Linked DNA regions of Sus scrofa: region 2 is linked to region 1. A link is a contact called in public Hi-C data. All regions are on one chromosome and are shown on one strand. The core of a region is the stretch at or near the end of the contact, and the rest is flanking DNA. Distances in the headings are between cores, read along the strand shown. Region 1 overlaps MACF1 (microtubule-actin cross-linking factor 1). Region 2 overlaps BMP8B (bone morphogenetic protein 8B).

Region 1 (5,889 bases), core at 1,558-4,057:
AATAACTCTAATAGATATTTAACAATTGTTTCAGGATTGGAAGAATGAATAACCCACCCTCTGTCGGGTTGCTGCCTACTCTGAAATGTTAGGACCCTGAGTTATTATCCAATACCTTCTGTTTGCTGGCAGTCAGGCTCTTAAAGAGCCTTTGGGATATTTAGGAAATGAGCGTGTTTATGCCCATGCTGAATCATCTAATCCTGCCAAAACCATGCTCACCATCAACAGAGGGAAATGGTTGCCAGGCACAATTGTGAAAAACCCATGCTTGACAAGCATCCCTAATACAGCTGCAATACATCCTGCTCTACTCCCTTCACACTGCAAATGCATCACTTCCCTTCTCATCTTTGCCCCTTCCAGGGGCCATTTAAGGCAGCTGAAAACTTGAGCTCTTCTTCTGAATACAAAAATCCTGTTTCATTTGCAGAATGATGTGACTACAAATTAACGGCAGCAGAAAGAGAAAGCCAAGTAATTTAATGGCCAACCAATGAGAGTCTAAGACCCCATCATCATCAATATCTCTTTCCCCAAGTCTCTCCAAAACTAATTCCTGGCTTTAACTTCACAAACTACCTCCCCCACTCACTTTATTGATTTCAGCTTAGGCAAACAGTTCCCCAAAAAGGCAGTGAAGGGATTTCTAAGTCTGGAAAATGCAGGAATTCCATACAGCAAAGTAACAAAGGCTCGGATGCTAATCCACCCTGACATCCCAGTAAGAATGGTTCAAAGAGGGAAAGAGAAATTCTTCTGCACCTATCATAAGGCAGACTGCACAACAATCTCCCATACAGCTCATGTTAATTTACTCTGACCAGCCATTTTTGACTCATTCCTCCCCTCAAGAAAAAGATCTGTATCTGGGAAGGATCGAATTCCTATACACCTGACCGAAGTCCTTCAGAGGAACGCCAAAGTGAGTGAGACAGCTAAAAGGACTGGACACAGGAGCCTCTTCTGGAACAAGCCCTACTTCCCCCTTCTTTCCCAGTTTCGTTTGCCAGCAATCCAACTTCCTTTCAGCTGGAGGCCACCTGCAATACAATCCAGCATCCAGTGAGGTACTGAGATTTCTTCACCTATTTTTATTTTACTTCTGCCGGTTTTTAAAGCTGTCACAGCCCACGGCAGACCCAGAGTGTCCTCCCTCTGAAGAGTGCAGAGCTGCTCAAAAGCCTGCAAAGAAGACTTAATGAAACATCCACTTAGCAGCATTATTGTCAAAGAAGTTCAGCAGCACAATCTAACCTCTTTGTGCTCTGAAATGAACCCTGTTCCTTAGAGGAAAGACCACGGGGGGGCTGACAGAAAACTTGCCGCAGGCAGGAAAACCTGGACAGCTTACAGGAGCTGATGCAGAGGGGGACAGGCAGAACTCCCAAGCAGGTCCATTTCAGCATTCTCTCCCTCCTCCCCCACACCCCCTGCTGCATTTCCCCAGCAGAGCTCTAATGCCAAAAGGGTTGGGGGGAAGGAGCATTTTACAGCTTTTTCATTAGTTTCCCTTCACTGGGTAGGTGTTGTAAACAAGCATGCTGGACCCGGTCATAAGAGCTGAAGTTTCCTCTCCTTCACATGAAAAGAAACTAAAGGCCCAATCACAAGGGCCACAGCTGAATAAAACAGGAGAAAGTGCTGCCCATGTAGTTTCTGGGAAAATCTCCATGTCTGTGGAAAGCACAACTGCTACACAAAGCCAAACCCCAGAACTGGATGTTAAAGATCAGAGCCGGGGGGCCTCCTAAGGCCACTGCATCCCTGGCTTCCACGTAAGGGGCACCTACACCAGTTAGGGAAATGCGGTCCACCGAGCCTCTGGGCCTGTCAAAACTTTCTCTGCAGGGTTTGGATGAAGCATTAACTTGCAGAACTTCTTAGCAAGAGAGCTTCCAGGACCGGAAATCCGAGCTCCAAAACAAATCTTTATTTGGGGGTGGGAGGTAAAAAGCAGTAGACCCCCGCCTCATCAGGCTCGAAGCCCAGGGGCTGGGGGTGGGAGGAGGCCTCGTCACCAAAACTGCACACTCACGGACCCCGGCGGATGCTCGCCCGCTGCCCCCCGACCCCCAAGTGACCGAGGTGGTTCACAGCCTCGGCTGCCATGCGACCGATCGGAGGCCGAGGGAGACAAAAGGGGGCGAGGGACCCTTGGCGGGCACGCGGAGGTCCGAGCCTCTCCAAGGACGGGTGGTTTCTCCCGCCCCGGCTCCTCCTCCTCCCCGCACTCCCCGCCGCGTTAGGTCTCCGAGCAGCTCCCGGCCTCGCCTCCTTCCAGCGGGGGCCAGATAACAGGGCACATAATGTAACTAGTGCTGTGAAGGCGCCGTCCCAGGTGGGAGAGGGCTCGGCGGCTCACCTCAACTCCGGAAACGAGCGGGCCCCGGCCCACGGCCGCTCCGGCCCGGCCCCAGCACCGGTGGGCGCCACCCCGCCCGCCGCCCCACCTGCCGCGGGCCCGGCTCTGGCCAGTCCCCGGCCCCGGCCGCCCGCCGCCGCACCTTTGTAGCGCTCCAGCACATCCTCGTACGCCTGCACGAACTCCTTCTCCTGGCTGCGGTTGGCCGGCTGCTGACCCGGCACGTAGCCGGCCATGGCCGCCCGCGCCGCGCTCTCCCGGGGCCCCGGCGGACGCCGCTTCCAGGCCCGCGCGCTGAGGCGGCGGCGGCAGCTGCCCCAGCCTCGGCCCTTTGTGCGGCCCGGGGGCGGCGGCGGCGCCCCGACTCTCGGCTCTCCGCTTCGCGCTCGCCTCGCCCGGCCTGCCGCTCGCGCTCGCTCCTGAGCCCGCTCGCCCGGCTGCTCGCGCTCCGCCGCCGGTCCCGCTGGCGTTTCCGCCTCCCCACCCCTCGGCTGCGCTCCTCCCTCAGCCCGCCCCGCCGGCGGCGGCGGCGGCGACGGCGGCGTCTCCTCCCGTCGGGAGCGCCAGGCCCGGCCCGCTCCCCGCCCCTCTCCCCGCCGCCCCCGCGGCCCGGCGCGTCATCGGCCCCGGGGCTGCCCACCCGGGTGCCCCCCACCCGGGGCTGCGGACCCCCGCCCGACCCGGACGGGAGGCCGGCCCCCGCGGGGGCGTTCCGCCGGAGCCCGGCCGGGTGGGAGGCCCCTGGCTGGTGGGATGAAAGGCCCGGCCGGCCGCAGCGGCGGGGAGAGGCCCGGGCCCACTCGGCGGGGCGGGCGGGTGGCCCAGGCGGCGCGGACCCGCACCCCGAGCCGGGACAAAGGAGGGAGCCCCCTGGCTGAAGAGAAACCGAGCTGGGCCTGTGCGGCGCTGGAGAAGGACCCAGCGAACCTGTAGGGAAGGGAGAGCCGAAGACCTAGATAGATCCCCAGGCTAGACAGGGTCAGAATGAGGCCGGGGGAGGCCAAGGGAACACTCAGACCACAAAGAACCCCAGGAACAAAGGGTTTTCCAGAAACTGAACTCGAAATGAGAGGGCAGACCCAGCTCCATGAAGTAAACCAGGCCAAGAATGAGGAGCCAGGGCCTGAGAAATGACACCTGAGGGAATGAAAACAGGATTCTGATTGCACGACGGGGTGCATGAGACAGGAGGACACAAATCTATAGGGAAGAGATGCAACAGGATTATTACACTGTGACAGCCATGGGAACAGAGAGGCTTAGATCAAAAGGGAGAGATGTGGGAACCTGAGGCTGAAGCAGGACTTCTACGGAACAAAGAAAAGGGTTCTGGAGCATAGCTGGGAGGGGAAGGAAAAGGGAAGCCAATTTTCCTCTGCCATCAGGGAAAAGGAAAGAGTGAAGAAAGGACTCTGGTAAATACCGTTAGGGAGGTACTGGGGACCACTTTGAGGCGGGAGTTCCCAACGTGCTCTGCTCCTCCAGTCAGTTCTGTATCCTTCAGTCCCAGAGTCATGGAGGGCACTGGGGCCAACCAAGAGCAGTGATTGAGGAACTCCCGTAAATGCAGGTGATCTTTTTGCCACATCTACCCCCATCCAGCCATTATCCTACCCAGCCAGGACAAGTCTATTGACTTGATTTGGGGGGGGGGATTGCAGGTGGAAAAGCAGTTGTAGGTTAAAAGGCTGGCTGACCTCATAATAACAGCACTTTAGCAAGTAAAAAAAGAATTCATGTGATACTGAGCAGAGGAAATTGGGGTTCGGGCTTCCATTTCAGTCCCATTCTTGAGATTTTTAAGAGAGCTTCTCACCCCCAGGGCAAGGCCTGCATGCATCTTTGTGTGCTAGGAGGAGTGCCAAGGATTTGGTCAATGCCCAGCAAGCACATTAATAACAAGAGATGATGCTTTTCACTAATAGGTGCACAACTGTTGTTTCCACATCATACCATGATCAGAAATCGGGTGAGCAAGTCATTAATCATATCTTTTTCCATCAAGTTTTGCAGGCCTGCCCAAGTTCTAGGCCTGGAGATCATATAGGGAATGGCCTGAAAGGGGACAGATAGGGAGGAGCCTTGGACAAATGGCTGGTTTCCTTCCAGTTTAATCCTATATGCTCAAAAAAAGCTAGTTCACAGTTTGGACTCAGCTTCTAAAGAGCACAGTTTAAAAAAAGGAAGAGAAGAAGCTTGAGGTTTATTCTTTTTAAAATAAATAGAAGGCTTTTAGTAGAAAATGTAGGATGAAGGAGTCAGTGATTGATGACATAAGCACATTTTTTGTAAACAGCGGAGAATATAGAAATGCTAACTCCAGGGATCTCGACTGTATCAGTGCTGAGTCATCTGCATTTCCTATATTATTTTATACCAGTAGGGCAAGGACGGCCCAGACACAAACATACACCTCCACCCTCACCCCCAAACAGACATCTGCCTCCTCATTTTCACCACGGTAAATAGGAAAGTCCCTCCATCCCCTCCTGTGAGCAGGTTCTTCAAGAGTTGTGACAATTTTGCCAAAGGTGAGGAAAAACAAGGGCAGAGGGAATGAGAATATGCTCTGGGAAACAGTCTTTGTTGGGAGGGGGAGGTTGGGGGGGGCAAGGAGTTGAGATGTCTATTAAGAAACATGGTGGGAGTTCCCATCGTGGCGCAGGGGAAACAATCTGACTAGGAACCATGAGGTTGCAGGTTTGATCCCTGGCCTCACTTCAGTGGGTTAAGGACCTGGTATTGCCATGAGCTGCGATGTAGGTCACAGACCCCGCTTGGATCCTGCGTTGCTGTGGCTGTGGCGTAGGGCAGCAGCTGTAGCCCGATTAGACCCCTAGCCTGGGAACTTCCATATGCTGCTGGTGCGGCCCTTAAAAAAAAAAAACGAAAGAAAGAAAGAAAAGAAACATGGTAACCAAGGAAGAAAGTTCTGGTAGGGTGGTGGCTAAAAGGTCTTCTCAGACTCAAGTAGCTTTCTGGACAAGATTTGCATTTAAATGCTCCCAAGAGGTTTTGAAGTAATGCAGTCTACTAATGAATGAAAGCGGGGAAGGCCACATGTTTGGCTGATGTTCCTGTTTTATACAGAGAAAATTTTACAAGGATAGAGGAACAAAGCGGCTGCTGGGGGGATGGAAAGAAGGAAGCCTAGGAAAGGGAGGTTTTTGGTTTTTTCCAAGCAACAGTCTAAATTTATAGCCAGACCACACAATTGGGACAGCTCTGAGACTTTCTCCTTTTGGTCTATGATTTTCCTTTGCTCCAATGGTGAGACTGCTGTTGCATTTCTAAAGAGGCTGCAGCGGGGCAGCAGGAGGAGGCAAGATGTACTCGGAAGGGCATCTAGTGGGGGGAAAGGGTAGTACAAGTAACTAAAACCCTATTTTCTCTTCGTGTCTTCCCCAACTTAAGCCTCATCAGGTGCCTCTCTCCCTAAGGTCCAGCTACTTTCAACTTCTTTCAGCATCTCCCACCTCAGGGCCTTCCCACCTGCTTCCCTCCTGGGCCAGAACCCTTCCCTG
Region 2 (5,889 bases), core at 1,769-4,268, 600 kb before region 1:
GCTAAGAGCGAGGCCATGCTTTCCTTCCCCAAGAAATGGGGTGATTCTGACTCTGTGGAGCCACCTCCTACTGACCAGGAGTCCCCCTTCTGGGCAGGGCCAGGGACGTGGTCCCACTCTCAGGCTCTGAGCCAGAGGCCAGGGCGTGAAGCCTGGCTCTGCAGCCTTTTAACTCGGCGCCCGTGCAGGCTACTTACCTTTCCAAGCCTCAGCTTCCTCATTTGTAGAGTGAGGATCCACCCATTCGTTCATTTGCAGGTGTCTGGGGGACACCCTCCCTCAGCCCCGGCAATGGGGGTAGAAAGGCCCAAGGGGGACCGGGGCTGGTGTGTCTGAGGCACAGCAAGGGGGCGCCATGGCTGGAGCACAGGGGGCCAGGGAGGACTGGGAGGAGAGGAGGCTGAGAGAGGTGGGCAAAATGTTCAATGTGAAATAAAATAACTGTTCTTTTATTTAATAGCAGTGGAGGGCAACCTGGTCAGATTCAGCTTTTTATAAAACATCCCTCTGAGACACTCCCCCTCAAAGGGGTGTAGCAGCTCCTGGCCCTTGAGTATGGGCTATGCTTAGTGACTGGCTTCCCAGCAGTGTGGACGGGGTGACGGGTAACTTTGTGGTGGGAGTCTGAGCAGCAGCCCCTCTGCCGGGCACTCGGGCTCCCGGGGCATCAGGTGGCTCCCGGACACCCTTGAGCTGATGGGATGAGAGGAGGACTTCACCTTCATGGTCTTTGTCCCCAGAACCCAGCGCCCCAGTTGCACGATGAGAAAAACACCAGACAAACCCAAGTTGAAGGACAGAATATCTGACAAGTACTTCTCAGAACTGTCAAGGTCATCACAACAGCGAAAGTCTGGAGTTCTCGATGTTTCAACATCGGATTGGAGGCACCTTGAGAGCTCTGGGACACAGGTTCCACCCCAGGCCCAGCATAGCAGATTAAGGATCCAGCGTTGCCAGGTTGAAGCTGAGGTCGCAGCTACGGCTCAGATCTGATCCCTGGCCCAGGAATTCCACATGCCACAGGGTGGCAAAAACAAACAAACAAAAAACAACAGGCAAAGTCTGAGAAATTGTGACAGCCCAGAGGTGCCTAAGGCGTTGTGATGACTAGGTGCCAGGTGGGACCCTGGATGGGATCCTGGAAGAGAAAGACATTGAAGGAAACCAGTGAAATGAGCAAATCGTGGTGTTCAGTAAATAATAAGACACCAATATTATTATAAAATACCAATATTGGTTCACGAATTGTAACGAATGTAGCATAGTCACTTAAGTGTTAACACTTTCCAGAGGAAACCGAGTCCGGGTACGTCGTCGGAACTCTGGGTATATAGCAATTTTCTACAAACCTCAACTATCGTAAAGTAAAGAGTGTGTTTATCTTTTGTACAAACTAAAGATGCCCTGACCTCAGTGGGGAGAGTAAGCTGTAGGGGACAGGTGTGAAATCACAGGGTCTGGGACGGAGCTGAAGGGGCTTGTCCCACGGCAGAAATGGAGGACGTGCAGGAAGGAAACTCGGGGACAGGGACTGAGCCAGTGGGTCTTTTTTTTTTAAATGGTCGCACTCATGCATATGAAAGTCCCCAGGCCAGGGACTGGGAATTCGAGCCACAGCTGGGACCTGCACCACAGCTGTGGGAAAGCAGGATGCTTTAACCCACTCCCTCGGTGGGATCAAACCCACTCCTCTGAAGTGACCCAAGCTGCTGCCGTCAGGTTCCCAACCCACTGCACCACAGCAGGAACTCTTTTTTTTTTTTTTTTTTTTTTTAACAGTGCATCATTTTAACAGGTTTTGTTTTGGTTTGGTTTTGCCAGGGTTTGGGAAAATAGAGGCGGGGCAGGTTTGAGGTAGGAAGTCAGCTTGGCTTCTGTCCACTGGTGCCGAATAGAAATGCGAAGACAGAGTTTTGCGTGAAGGAAAAAAAAATCACTTTTATTGCTTTGCCAGGCAAAGGAGGCCACAGCAGGCTAATGCCTTAAAGACCGTGCCCCCCTTCGGGGAAGAATTGCAGGAGGGTTTATAATCTAAAAGGAGAAAAAGAGGGTTTCAGCGAAGAATCAGTACTGGGCCAAACATGCTTCCTTCTTCCTTTGGGGGAATCTTAGTCACCAAGACTGACATCAGAGACCTTGGCGTGATCGTGATGGGGGTCTTCTGGGTTATCGCCTAGAATAACAGCACTTGAGAGAAAGGCATCTTGATCAGAGATTAGAACAGACTAGGAAAGTTCCTGAAAAACATCATGTGTGAACAATCTTTCACCCACAGGCAATGGTGTACTCAGGGGGCCTAATCATTAGCTTACAGCCTACAGGTGATTGTGGTTAGGGTGCAATTAAACCAGAGAGAAACGCAAGGAAGGGCTCCAAGCTGTTCGATTTTATTCATTTCTAAAAGCAGCAGAAGGAATATACCTTTTCTCTCGGGTGTGTAAGAGGCCTATGTCATTATGTGCATCCAGTGAGAAGGAACCAGGACCCTGCCCCGAGGCTGTACTATTATTGCTTGACTGGTCCTCCCTGGTCTTTGCATCCCCTTCCTTCCCTGATGAGCAACTGCCTGAACCTGCCCCTTGGAACTCAGGGAAGGCCGTGGAGGCTGATGAGACCCATTTCCTGAAAGCAAGAAATAGGAGACACAGAAAGGCTTTTAGGAGCTCCACAGGGTCCTGCTCTGTTCGGCAGGCATGTTCTTGAGGTCCTGGTAGACATCCACGGAAAAGTTACAGGACAGTGAATGCTGGGGACGCAGATGCTGGAACCACTAACATGGAGGTGAATTTGGGGACGGGACGGGAGTAGCGCGCTTGGGAGGGAGGGTGACGTTGGGGAGGGGGGTGACCAGGGCCCCCACGCGCTGGGCCGCCTCCCTCCCTCTGGCCAGACTTCCGGATCGATCCCCGCCTCCAGCCTTCCTGGCTCAGGAAGCTCCGCGCCTCGGGTTCTTGGAGCGTGGAGACCAGCGGGGCAGCGGGGAACCTGCAGGAGGGCGCGTCACCGCCAGGCGACCGTTTGTGACGCGCAGGTCGGGGGCGCACGGCGGGAGCACGGCGGCCTCGCGTCCCCGCCGGCCTGGTCTGTCCCTGCCAGGTCCCAGCGGAGCGGACGATGGCGGCCCCGCGGCTCCTGGCGTCAGCGCTGGGGCGCCGGGTCCCCGCTAGGCTCTTGGGGCCCACGCTGGCGACCGGTCGCTTGTATGGCTTCTCCAACAGCGCCCCCAAGCGCGGCAAGAGACATCGTTGACAGCGGGAGGATCATGGGGGGCGGGGTGGGGGGCGGGCGGCGGTGCTTCAAGCCCTGTGGGCTCCCAGAGAACCTGATTGGGGCGCTGCTCAAGACCCGCGTGAAGGACTTGACCGTGGTCAGCAGCAGCGTGGGGGTGGGGGACTTCAGGCTGCGCCTTTTGCTGGAGACCAAGCAGATCATTCGCATCACCTGCTCGTACCTGGGGGCGAACACCCGCTGCGAGCACCTGCGCCTGGCGGGCGAGCTGGAGCTGGAGCTTACACCCCAGGGCACCCTGGCCGAGCGCATCCGCGTTGGGGGCGCCAGCGTGCCTGCCTTCTACACCCCCACGGCCTGTGGAACCCTGGTCCAGGAGGGAGGCGCACCCATCAGATACTTACCCATCTGCCACATCGCCATCCTCAGGCAGCCCAGGGAGGTGAGGGAGTTTCGGAGGCAGCACTACCTTCTGGAGCACGCCATCACCGCGGATTGTGCTTTGGTGAAAGGGTGGAAGGCTGACCACGCTGGAAACATCACCTTCAGGGCCAGCGCCCGGAACTTCAACACGCCCACATGCAAAGCTGCCGGAACCTCAGTGGTGGAGGTTGAAGAAATTGTGGATGTGGGTTGTTTGCCCCAGAAGACATCCATGTTCCTAACATTTATGCAGATCGAGTAATACAGGGGAAAATACAAGAAAAGAATTGAGCATTTAACAATCTGGAAAGAGGACGATAAAATATGCCAGTCTTCAGATAACACAAGGACACAGTCAACAAGCGGGCAGCTCTTGAATTTGAGGATGGCATGTATGCCAATTTGAGCATAGGAATCCCTCTCCTGGCCTCCAGCTACATCAGCCCCAATATAACCATTCACCTTGACAGTGAAAATGGAATTCTGGGCTTGGGTCTGTTCCCATTGAAAGATGAGGCAGATGCAGATCTGATCAATGCGGGCAAACAGTCACCCTTCTTCCCCGGGGCTGTTTTTTCTCCAGTGACGAATCATTTGCCATGATTCGAGGGGTCACCTCGACCTAACCCTGCTGGGAGCTGTGCAGGTTTCCAAATATGGGGACCCAGCCAACTGGGTGATACCCGGCAAGAAGGTGAAAGGAATGGGGGGGTGCGATGGACCTGGTGTCCAGTAGCAAGACCAGACTGGTGGCCACCCTGGAGCACTGCACCAAGGCCAACGAACCCAAAATCTTGGAGAAATGCACGATGCCCTGACTGGGAAGCGGTGCAGGGACTGAATCATCACGGAGAAGGCTGTGTTTGACGTGCACCAGAAGACAGGACTGACCCTGACCGAGCTCTGGGACAGCCTGACGGCGGAGGAGCACGGGGAGGAGTTCCCGTCGAGGCTCAGTGGAAATGAATCTGACTAGCATCCATGACGTCTTGGGTTCAATCCCTGGCCTTTCTCAGTGGGTTAAGGATCTGGCATTGCTGTGAGCTGTGGTGTAGGATGCAGATGGGGATCAGATCCCGAGCTGCTGTGGCTATGGTGTAGGCTGGCACTACAGTTCCTATCAACCCCTGGCCTGGGAACCTCCATATGCTGTGGGTGTGGCTCTAAAAAGACAAAAAAAAAGTTCCTGTTGTGACTCGGATGTCATCCCTGGCCTTGCTCAGAAGGTTAAGGATCTGGTGTTGCTGTGAGCTGTGGTGTAGGTCCTGTGGCTGTGGCTGGGAGCTGTAGCTCCGATTTGACCCCTAGCCTGGGAACATCCATATGCCGCAGGTGAGGCCCTAACCTAATGGGAAGGGAACCTTGGTCCCAGGACATGTGCTTCTCACTTGAACCTGCCAGGACTTCATCCCAGGGAAGCCAGAATCATATTCCTATGTGTCACCAATATCTAGCTGGCTGTCTCCTGACATCCCAGACTGGCTGTCACTGGATAGGCTTCGTTCTCTCAAGAGGGATATGACTTTAATTAGAAAACAGAAGGGGAGTTCCTGTTGTGGTGCAGTGGAAACGAATCTGACTAGGAACCATGAGGCTGTGGGTTTGATCCCTGGCCCCACTCAGTGGGTTAAGGATCCTGTGTTGTCGTGAGTTGTGGTGTAGGTGGCAGACTCTGCTCGGATCCCACGTTGCTGTGGCTGTGGCTGGCAGCTGTAGCTCCGATTGGACCCCTAGCCTGGGAACCTCCATATGCCTCGGGTGTGACCCTAAAAAGAAAAAAAGAGAAGAGAAAAACAAGGAAGTCAGAGATGTTGACCTTGTATGTCCTGTGAGTTCTGAGAAAGCTCAGCTCCAATGATTCTCTTCTCTGTCTGTGATACTTATGGTAAATTCTGTGCAACTTGAGGGAGTTCCCCGGTGGCTAAGCAGGTTTAGGACCCAGCATTGTCACTGCTATGGCATGGGTTCGATCCTGGCCCTGGCCAAAAAAAAAAAAAAAATCTATGCAGCTGGAAGGGTTTCATGGAAGTGCTTTTCCCTGTGAGTGAATCATGGAATGTAGGGGAAAGTGATGGGGGAGGAACAGAGTCTACATACAGCACTGTTGTACCAGAACCACGAAAACCACACGTAAATGTGAATTTATGATCAGGAGACATGCTGTCTCAACGAATGTTTTTCCCTTTGGCCCTTCATTTTGTCACTGAGTTTTGTTTCCCTGTAGCCTCACCTTCT

Evidence for each region. Hi-C and Micro-C count contacts between places; a contact is called where the count stands out from the background.
Region 2: a contact with region 1 is called in a Hi-C map of retroperitoneal adipose tissue, with 2.4 times the contacts expected there. The contact joins two enhancer-like sites. A contact is called at or near these places in 2 of 47 Hi-C or Micro-C datasets (embryonic fibroblasts and retroperitoneal adipose tissue).

Annotation. Positions count from the first base shown.
Region 1 is chr6:94,976,254-94,982,142 of Sscrofa11.1, reverse strand. The region is part of intron 2 of MACF1 (microtubule-actin cross-linking factor 1); the gene reads right to left. Among named protein-coding and RNA genes, the nearest start is that of MACF1, 19 kb to the right of the region's middle. Within about 2 kb of position 2,807, at least 55 of the 83 cell types and tissues checked have an H3K27ac peak or open chromatin away from gene starts, as enhancers often do. A contact at or near this core is called in retroperitoneal adipose tissue, where this site is marked.
Region 2 is chr6:95,577,905-95,583,793 of Sscrofa11.1, reverse strand. The region is part of intron 3 of BMP8B (bone morphogenetic protein 8B); the gene reads left to right. It also overlaps the pseudogene LOC106510654. Among named protein-coding and RNA genes, the nearest start is that of BMP8B, 18 kb to the left of the region's middle. Within about 2 kb of position 3,018, at least 5 of the 83 cell types and tissues checked have an H3K27ac peak or open chromatin away from gene starts, as enhancers often do. A contact at or near this core is called in retroperitoneal adipose tissue, where this site is marked.